2 separate regions of the Oryctolagus cuniculus genome follow, and region 2 is linked to region 1. A link is a contact called in public Hi-C data. All regions are on one chromosome and are shown on one strand. Each heading gives the region's core, a stretch centred on a gene start, on an enhancer-like site or on the middle of the called end of the contact. The rest is flanking DNA. Distances are from core to core; before and after follow the strand shown.

Evidence for each region. A called contact is a pair of places that touch in the nucleus more often than the background predicts.
Region 2: a Hi-C map of embryonic fibroblasts shows a contact between it and region 1, with 2.2 times the contacts expected there. The contact joins the enhancer-like site here to the promoter of IL12A in region 1. A contact is called at or near these places in 4 of 6 Hi-C or Micro-C datasets (ear pinna, embryonic fibroblasts, skin fibroblasts and 1 more).

The regions. Positions count from the first base shown.
Region 1 is chr4:120,705,847-120,711,158 of mOryCun1.1, reverse strand. IL12A (interleukin 12A) reads left to right here and starts at 3,242. Exons shown (of 7, transcript XM_008266409.4): 1 at 3,242-3,601; 2 at 4,110-4,255. The coding sequence starts at 3,586.
Region 2 is chr4:120,814,013-120,819,226 of mOryCun1.1, reverse strand. It overlaps SCHIP1 (schwannomin interacting protein 1), which reads left to right. Exons shown (of 9, transcript XM_008266404.4): 5 at 3,733-3,850; 6 at 4,814-5,011. Among named protein-coding and RNA genes, the nearest start is that of IL12A, 110 kb to the right of the region's middle. Within about 2 kb of position 3,081, at least 1 of the 8 cell types and tissues checked has an H3K27ac peak or open chromatin away from gene starts, as enhancers often do.

The DNA of each region.
Region 1 (5,312 bases), core at 1,993-4,492:
TAGTACTTGGTTTATTGATTTTGTGTTTTCTTGACTTTTGTTTATATCTACCATAAAAAATGACAGTTTTGTCTTTTCTAATGTTCAAGTCCCTCATTTCTTTTTATTTTTTAACAGAAATCTAAAAATTGTACATGCTTATTTTGATACATGTATACATTGTATAATGTCCAGTCAGGATAAATATATCTTATCTTCTCAAACATTTAACATTTCTTTGAGGTGAAAAATTCAAAATCATACCGTCTAGGATGTCTTTAAATAGAGAAGTATAAGATTCGTCATCTCCAGCTTTCCTGCTGTGCAATAGGACTCCAGAACTTCTTGCTACTATCTAACTTTAATTCAGTCCCCATTCATCAACCTATCCCCATTCCTCTCTCCCCACTTCCCTCCTCAGCCTCTGGAAGCCACCTTTACACTTTCTTCTTGTTTTAGACTTCATATATGAGTGAAATCACACAGTTCTTGTCTTTCTGTGCTTGGCTTATGTCTCCTAATGTAACAACCTCCAGTATCATCCATGTTGCCGCAAACAACAAGAGCTCACCCTTTTTACACACGAATAATATTCTGTTGTGTATATTGCCCCATTCTCTTTCTCCAGTCATCAGTGGTAGACACTTAGGCTGTTTCTATTTCTCGGCTACTGTAAATAATGCTTCAATAAATGTGGGAGAGTGGATGTCTCTGCAAGAGACCCATTTCATTTCCCTTGGTTAATCTCTCATTTCCTTTTCTTTCCTTACAGCATTGGCCAAGACTTCTAGAACCATGTTAAATACTTTGTAGTAGTAACCATGAGCAAATAGTATCTCTCATACAAAAGTGATGTTATTCCAGAGGATTTGCATTTCATCTAGGCTGCAGAATATGCAACATATCAGGAAACTGTTTCAGAAAAATAGAGGTTAGAAACTGTGTATGGTGGCCAAGAATCTATTCTGAACAGAGGCTCCATGCTCATCTTTGCAGTAGAAGTTGCTTTTCCACAGGAGATAGCTCTTCTGGGGGAGAAACTGCTTAGTTGGGATAAACTGGACTTCCTTCTGACTTTAAATGCACTGCTCTACCCTGAATTCCTACGGCAACTTCGCATCTGTCATTTGCTTCACACATACCACTAAACCCGATTGTTTCTGACCATAGATTGTCTGGGTCCCTATGAGGGAATTCAGAGACAACAACATTGGAAGGGGCCTTAGAGCCCAGTCATCTCTCCATTTTGTACACATCTGAAAGTCCCTGCTGGGATGCCACATGATCTTGGAGCCAGCTGAGGAGGGCCTGAGACAGCAGGTACCACCACAATTTCCTCTTCTCTCATCTCCTCCCCCTGTGGCCAGCAGAGGCACTCCAAGGCCTGCAGTGACCTCCGCCACCCAGGCTTCAATGAGAACCAAAGGCGAGCAGAAGGAAGCACCCACTCTTTCCTGCACCGAAAAAGCTTCTCCCTATCTGAGATCGGTGCCCCTGCACAAGGATGGTCCTAGCAGCTCTGCCTGCAGCACCCGTATAGTCACGCCCACGAGGAGCTCAGAGCTGGGGACCAGACACACGCCTTCCTCCTACACACGCAGGGTGACTAATGCACGGGAAAGAAATGAATGCACTGAAGAGTACCGCAGAAGCCTCACACCTCACCCCTGCAAGGTGGAACTTCTCCCACCTGCTCCACACGCACCCCCTCCTACAGCTGCCATGTTGCAGGCACGCAAATGCCTCCCTTCAGTCATTCTCAGCTCCGTCTCCTCCCTCCCACCCGAGGAGTCACCAAGCCTTGGTCACGACCCTCCTGAGAGTCCCTCCTGCTCATCCTCACTTCTCCACCCTGAGTGGGGACGTGGCCCCAGCTGCCAGCCACTCCCGCTGCTCCGCTCCTGACTGGTGGGATCCATCCTCCACGCTGCAAATATGACCGTGTTTCCCCATCTCAAACCCCAGACTACTCCCACCACCCTCTGAGCAGCATGCAGGCGCTGCCCCCCTGCCATGGCCCATCCAGCTCTCCACCCTCGCTGCACCCCACCCCTGCTCAGGCCCCTGTTTCCCCTGCCTAGAACCTGCCCCAGCCAAAGAAGCAGTCGTAGGCCTAATGTCCTTTAACACCCAGGCCAAGCTCTTCTCCTGGAACCTTTCACTGTCTGCTGGACTCCACAATAACTCTCTCTCTCTCTCTCTTCCTTCCTCTTTTTTAAGCCTTATTTATTTATTCATTTACAGAGAGAGAGGCAGAAAGAGAGGTCTTCCACCCACTGGTTCACTCTGCAGATAGCCACAATGGCTGGGCTGGCCCAAGATGAAGTCAGGAGCCAGGAACTTCTATCAGATCTCCGATGTGGGTACAGGGGCCCAAGCACTTGGGCCATCTTCCACTGCTTTCCCAGGCCATAGCAGAGAGCTGGATAATAGAAGGAGCAGCAGGGACTTGAACTGGCACCCATATGGGATGGCAGCATGGCAGGCAGCAGCTTTACCAGCAATGTCACGATGCCTCCTCCTCCTCTTATATTGATTTATTTGAGAGGCAGAGCGACACACACACACACACACACACTCACACACATATCTTGCATTTGCTGGTTCACTCCCCAAAAGGTCACAATGCCCAGGAAGAAGCCAGGAGCCTGGAACTCCATCAGGGTGGCAACTGCCCACGCACGTGGGCTGCCTTCCAGTGCCTTTCCAGGAGCTTAGCAAGAAGCGGGATAGGAAGCAGAGCAGACAGGACTCAAACCAACACTCTAAACGTTGGATGCCAGCCTCACAAGGGTGGCTTAACCCGCTGCACCATGCACGCCCCAACAGCATTCATATCTCCCCTCACCCCTCCCCCAACACCCATCCCACCAAATCACCACTGTTCGCTCCCAGAAATTGGGTGCTCTAAGAGAGTAATTATTGCTTGGCCAATCTGGCTTCCCCCATCTGCATGTTTGAGAGAGGACCCATGAACACAACACATTCAGGCAGGTTGGCCATGGGGGAGGCCCCGAGAGGTCCTGTTGACTCTGGAGCCCAGCGCCTGGCACCACGGCGGCCCGGCATACAGTGGGCCATCTTGAAGGACTAGGAGAGGCATGATTGAGTCTGGAGGCCACGATCAGGGCACATCCCACATCTCGGCAGAGATGGAAAAGCGCCTGGCGCTGCCCCTGAGCGCCTTCGGGAGGGGGCGGTGCCCGGCGCGGGGCGGGGAGGGGCGGGGCCCGCGCCCGGAGCCAAGGGTTGGGGTCGGGCCTGCGGGGAGACGCGGGGCCGCGATGCTGCGGATTTTCACTTTCGCTTTGGAAAAGGCAGAGGCGACGGGGAGGTCCCCAACGACGGCGGCCGGGCCCCCGGGAGTTAATCCGAAAGTGCCGCAAGCTCGCCGGCCCGGCGCACTGCACGTGGCACCGGGAAGTTGATGCAGAGAGAGACAGAGAGAGAAAGCAAGAGACCTGAATCTTGGGAAAGTCCTGCCGCGCCTCCGCGCAATTATAAAAATGTAGGCTCGGGGGCCGCCCAGCAGCATCCGCCCTCACCTGCTGCGCCCGCCGGCACGAGTCCAGCCGCCTGCTCAGCGTCCGCACTCGACCGCTCAGCATGTGCTCCCTGCGCGGTGAGTAGCGGCGCGTACCGGCTCGCGGTGCTGGGGAGGGGCGGCCGCCGGGCCCGCGGGGTAGAAACTCAGCCCTGGCTGAGCCGAGACCTCTGACGACCCGCAGTCTCCGCCGAAGGGACAGGCTGCTGCGAAGGAGGATCGGGCGCTCCCAGTGCGCTTCACAGGCATGGTCTCTTCTCATCTTGCCTATGAATTATGCCCATTCCATAGATGAGATACTGAGACCCAGGGAGGGAGGTGGCTTGCCTGCCGTTGGCTGCTCAGCCACAATCACCCACCGATTGCCCTGGCCTGTTTCCTTGTTGCGGCCCTGGGTGAGCACCCAGTGCAGCATCTGGGCTGCAGTACCCTAGCTCAGCACTCCGGGGTTGGAGAAAGTGCTGTTAGAAAAGTACGCAGGTAGGTGGGTGCCAAGAGCGATGGGCGATGATGGCCAGAGAGGCAGGGTGGCAGAGGCAGGCAGCGTGGGCTGGCAAGCTCAGCCGCCCCTTCGCTTCCCTTCCAGGCCTCCTCCTTGTGTCCACGCTTGTCCTTCTGAACGGCCTCAGTCTGGCCAGGAACCTGCCCGTGGCCACACCGGACCTGGGACTATTCCAGTGCCTTAACCACTCCCAAAACCTGCTGAGAGCCGTCAGTGACACGCTACACAAGGTGAGCTCGCCGCCAGGTCTGCCCACTTGGCAGTCTCTCTGGCTAGGGGGCTTCTCTTTGGGTCCCCAAAATTGTAGAAATCCATCCCCGGCTGTCAGGAGGCAGGGAGGGAGCCGTATAGTGACTCAATTGTTAGCTAAAGAGTCAAAGAACTCGCGACTCCAGAGAGAGGAAGAATGGCGATAAATTATATTGGCATCTGTTCTGCGCCGTCTACACAGAGGAAACGTGGATATTTATGGTGTTCCCTGCAGCCTGCCAAGGCAGGAGGAATCGTGTCGGCTCTACAGTGGCCTTGACATCCCTTCTCAGTGCAGGTGCCTCTTCTGTACGGCCTAGAGTAGTCCCACCCGCTGCTCACTGGTGGTCTGCTGAGGAAGCTGGGTATCCAGGAGCACTGGGACAGTGCACGTCCAAGCTTCATTTTCTAGCGGGAGAGAATGCAAATATTTACAGTTGCCTTCTGTTTTTTTAGGTTTTATATTTGAATACAAAAAATTTTTTTTCTTTTCATTTTAAAACCGTTCCAGGAGCTTTTGCGCCAAAGCTGTAGCCGAGACTGGTGCTTCAAAAGGTGTCCCTTTGTCTTCCTGCACCTCAGTAAATCTATCTTGAGTATTTCTAGCGGGTTGCCTTGTTAAAATAGTAAAGTAAGCCCCGTGCCACAAGACTTTTTGCAAGAACTCTTGTCTTCCCTTCTGATCTTCTGTGATGTGCTGTCAGTTGCTCCTGACAATTCAATCAATTCTAATTAAGAAGAGGACTCAGCAAGGAAGGCAGCAGTGATAGGTGCCCTGTTTCCTAGAGAAAGGGTCTGTGCAGATGAAAGCATCGGTGTGGGCAGAATTTGCATGGATGCTTCGCGTGACGCTATGTTGAAGGTCGACAGATCACAGGACTGATTTGATACTGTTGAATTGCTCCTTTGTCGAAGTTGTCGGAACAAGCCAGCTGGCTTCTGCTGAGAATGGCGGGGGTACGTGCAGGGGATGCAGAGGCTGTAGCCAGCCCACATCTATCTAGTTTGGCTCATATGTTTATGTTTTTGAGTTGGATG
Region 2 (5,214 bases), core at 1,832-4,331, 110 kb before region 1:
GTGGTCGTCCTCACTGGCAGGGCCAGGCAGACAGTGCTGCTCAGCAGTGTCCTCACCGAATGCCCACGCAGTCCTGGCCTAAGCACTGTCACACCGGCACCACCTCCCGTCCTGTCAAGATGGCCAGCAGGCATCGTTGTCTGCCTCTCCCTGTTTCTGAGCATTCCCCATCCAGAGCCTCCCTCTTTGCACACCCCGTTGGTGCTCTGTCTCTCGGCAGCAGTATTGGTTTTCCCTGCTGCGTGAGGTTGTGCTTAAGGGAAAAGAGGTTTCTGGGGGAACCAGGGCAGAGACGTTTCAGAAACGAGATCGACAGGCAAGGCTGACTTCCAGCAGCCTTTGTGCTCACTGCTCTGCTCCGTGCATCGAGTAGCCTTGAATTGGATACCTGAGAATCGTATCTGTACGGAACAAGATAAGCCTGCTGTTTTGTTTTCATCTCCGGCTGGGCTGGAGAGATCCAGGCCAATCAGCCCCCTGCAGCCTGCATCTTGCCAGACTGGTTATCAGTGAGGCCAGACAGACTTCAGAAGGGAGCACCGAGAACAGCCCCCCAGCCCCAGGGTGGGGTGAAGTCCGGGTTTCCAGTTGCCTGTTCACTGTTGCCTGTTCACTCTTGCTACCAAGGCTTTCAGCAGACCTGGGTGGCCTCACTGAGCCCACAGCCAGGGGTGGGAGCTGCCGCTGCGCTCCCCCCAAAGCCGTTCGTCATCTTAAAACCCGCTTAAAGGCTAACAGCAAACAAATCCTCCTTGAAAGCTGAGCCTGTTTTAAGACGTCTTTACTAAAATCCCCTGGGGAAGCATTCACTGCTGTGTCCTGTCAGTCCCTCTTCCTACAGGGAACGCCGTGGTGATTACAGCATAAGGAAGTGTGGGTCTGCCCAGGGCCCCGTGGTGATGATGTGGGACTGAGGTGGTCTTCTCCATTGCTGCCTGCCACCTCTTTGTCTTTCCGTCTCACCCGAGCAGTCCTTTCTCTGCCTTGCCTCAGTTAGGCACGCTGGGTGAGATGGGTGGTACAGGGCTGGGCAGGTCCTTCACCAAAAGGCCACGTGGAGACAGAATAACAGGATGCATAATCAAACTTCCTTCAGAATCAACAAGTATCCTCGGACATTGTGACATTTACTGTTACGGTATTCTGGGCTCTTTTCTGTGTGTGTAATCTTGTATCCTATTGCCAGACACTTCTTTTCAGGACTTTATCTACTCAATAGACAGAAAAGGCTATACAATCCTACATTTGGATTTGACTAGCCTTTACAATGTATAAAAGTACTTAAAAGTACATTGGTGGGGGGAGCTGTGTTGTGGCGGAACAGAGTAAGCCACAGCCTGCCATGCCAGCATCCCATACAGGTGCTGATTCGTACCCCAGCTGCTCTACTGCTGATCCACCCTCCTGCTAATGTGCCTGGGAAAGCAACGCAAGATGGCCCAAGTACTTGGGACCCTGCACTCATGAGAGACCTGGATGAAGCTCCAGGCTCCTGCCTTCAGCCTAGCCCAACCTTGGCCATTGTGGCCATTTGAGAAGTGAACCAGCAGATGGAAGGCCCCCCTCTCTCTCTTTCTCTCTTTCTCTCTTTCTTTCTCTCTCTCTCTCTCTCTCCCCCCACCCCCCTGGGTAACTCTGCCTTTCAAAGAAATAAAGAAAAATCTTTTAAAATATTGTTTAAAGTTCATAGGTAATGCCTTTAAAGATAAATTTATTTTGGTGCTAACAAACTAAATCCATGCATACAACGGGTCTTCAAAAATTTCATGGAAAACCTATATTATGAAAAAACTGGATTTCAAACCTTGTTTGTACCAAAGTGAACTAATCTTTTAATTCCCTTTTTCCACAAACTTTTTGAAAGAACTCTTGTATCTCTTTTTTATTTGTAGTTTTTTCCCACCCATCTTTCAAAATACAGATCTTGCATTTTATTAAATATGTGTTGATTTTATTCTCTTAGACCAACTACACATTCAAGCTAAAATTTGATGGGATCAAAAAGTAATCTGAACATATTAGATTTTTCCAGAAAAGAAAAAAACTCAGTGGAAGAAAGTTTTAAGGAAACAGGTCCCGACTCTGTAGAAGGATGCCTCTGTCAGAGAGGTGATGCGGCATCAGGGGTTGCTCTGGTGAAGTGGGAGGTGTTAGAGTGGGTGGCTTTGGCAGTCCCTTTAGAAAGTCACAGCACCTCTAACATTCAGTCTTCCTTTGTCTAGGATCTGAGTGAGTACAAAAGGGAAGAGAGCTGACATACAGAGCCCCTGACTGATGCCAAGCTCTAAACTCTGTTCTATTTATTAAAAAAAAAAAAAAAAAACAAAACAAAAAAACACCTTTTTGTTATTTATTTTGAGAGAGAAACAGAGATAAACCTCTAATTTGCTGTATCACTCTCCAGATACCCGCAATAGCTGGGGCTGGACAGGCCTAAGCCAGAAGCCAGGAACTCCATCCACATGTCCCCCATGGAGGGCAGAGACCCAAGTACTTGAGCCATCACCCACTGCCTCCCTAGGGGGGCAGAAGCAAGGATCTTGAATCAGAACTGGAACTAAGATTCAAACCCAGACACTCCCATATTGGATGGGGGCATCCGAGTAGCTTCTGAGCCACTGCACCAAACACCTGCCCTGATCAAACTCTTTCAGTCCTTCTTCCAAAACATTGAATTGAGCAGTATTCACCCCATCTTACAGGTGAAGAAACTTGAAGGTCATAGAACTTACAGACTGTTCTTAGAGAAAGAAGTGAGGATGCAGAAGCTGAGTCCAGCTGAGTCCAGCTGACTCCTAACACCCTGAGCTAACTACAGCAAAACCTGTTGCCTGCTTCCCACCAGCCCTGGGTGGGGCTCTCCCTGCTTGTGCTGGTCCCCTGGGGACCCTGTTTCCTCACTGTGGACAGAGCTGGAGCTTTCAGTCATTACAGAGTCTAACAACAGGTGGCAGTAACTCCCTGTAACAATTGCCGTGCCTGTGTTAAATCAGGTTAGACACACAGAGGGCTGAGCCTTTGTGACTGTGCTTCCAGCAGCAGCACTCCCGGCGGCGCAGCACTCCGGGACGGCCACGAAGGGGATGGGCTCCCCAGAGCTCCCTGCCTCGGAGGCCCTGCGTGTGGGAGGCAGTCCGCAGGGCTCTGCAGCAGGTGTGGGGTTCTTTACATTCCTCAGGGGTGAACCTGTGATATTGTTCAGTGACATCACTTGTCTTTTGGCAAGTGCCTTAAATAATGCCTTCTTTCAGAGGACCCTATTCTATTTGAGAAAAAAAAAAAAAGGAGGAATTTGTATTCAGAGAGCTATGACCGTGGGATGCCACCTCTAGTGAGATTCTTTGGATTGTCCCCTGGGATAGGACCCTTGGTGACACCAGGCAGCCTTCTGCGGCTGAGGAGTCCATTCATGTTGACTGACAGGACTGTGCACTCGGTGACTCAGCACACTTGAATTGTAGGTCAACTGTGTGTTTGGTATTGTGCTGGTTGCTATACTACGCCAGTCTTAAAGCGTTTTTCACTTAACGTGGAAGTTGCATGAAAAATCTAACGTTAGGAAACCCTCTAATAAAAATTGTCATTTGTAAGTGGAGGGTAATAGTGGCCCCTCACTTTTCTTATGAAGAACACATAAAACTACTTTCTGTTCATAAACATCAGCAGTCCTTTTGGCTATGGCCAAGCAACAAATAGCAAAGAAGAATGTGTGTTCTGTTTGTTTCTTCCTAGACTGCAGAGTGGGATGAACCTGCAGATATGCTTTGTCAACGACAGTGGCAGCGATAAGGACAGCGATGCTGACGACAGCAAGACTGAAACCAGCTTGGACACCCCCTTGTCTCCCATGGTGAGTCCAATGGTCACCAGCCAGTGTGCAGTGTTGCTTTCCTGGCCATTCAGCTGCTTTTCTGTTGTGAATGTGGAACAAACCTTGCAGAGGTTAACAAAAGAAGCATCTCTTGAAATTGCATGCTCCTAAGATTGGACAGTGATTGAAAAATCAGAGTTGTGACTTAAAAGAATACATAAGCTTTATTAAAGTTAATGATTACTTTCCTATGAAACCATAAATCAGATATGTTCCAAAAAAATTATCAAGGAGAAAATATGCTGAATACCAGTCCCCATTCCCACCATGGCTTAGAAATGTGAGCTCATTCCTTCCGTGTGTATCACAAAAGTTGCTTGAATTATCATAGGTGCTTGTTGGTAGAATTCTCTCCTCTGTATGAGGAATGTCTGCATCACTCACCTTTCCTACCAAAGACCAACAAGTAGAAACTGTGTGAGTCATTGGATACCTGAGATCTGAGGTCCAACACAGTGCCTTCACTTGGCAATGAATACTTAGTTGTGTCTGGTCACTTTAGGAAACTTGAGACCCAGGATTAAAGAAGTGTCGCAGGCTTGTCATAAACATGAGAGGCCTTCAAAGGTCCATGGAAGATGCATTATGGGAAAACTATGTATGAATTTCAAGAATTTTTTGTACCCAAAGCACCGTATTTTTTTCCATTATTACATTTTTCATGGTCTTTTTGAAGTATCTCCTGTAGTATATTTTCTTATTAAGTATACTCTTGATTACACTATTATTTTTACTGCCCCTCCTGTTGGTGTGAAAATTAGATTGTATTGCATGGTAGACCTCTTGTATGTGACTTGAGATTCATCTGGGTCCAATCCAGCAGCTCAAGATGGAGTGATGGAGGAAATTCAGCCCCTGAGAGGGCCCCAGGCACGTTGTCACCCTCTCCAAGTGATGCTAACTGGCATGGAACACTCAGCCTGCTGTTTTTCCCCTTTGCAGAGCAAACAGAGTTCTTCCTATTCTGATAGAGACACTACTGAAGAGGAATCTGAATCCTTGGATGACATGGACTTCCTTACAAGGCAAAAGAAATTGCAAGCTGAAGCCAAAATGGCCCTTGCCATGGCCAAACCAATGGCCAAAATGCAAGTTGAAGTGGAAAAGCAGAACAGGAAAAAGTCTCCCGTCGCTGATCTTGTAAGCAGCAAACACTGAAGCGCAGGCGGGTGAGGGCTGCCAGTGGTTGACGCTGTCCCAGTCCTTTCCCAGAGTTGTGCAAACTGGGGTTTCTCCAAGGCAGTTTGTAAAAAGTACTGTCATTGAGAAATAATGAAATCTGTTTCTTTTCCCTTTCTACTGTACCTTCCACTTAAAGACAAATCAGCAACAGATTTCACAAA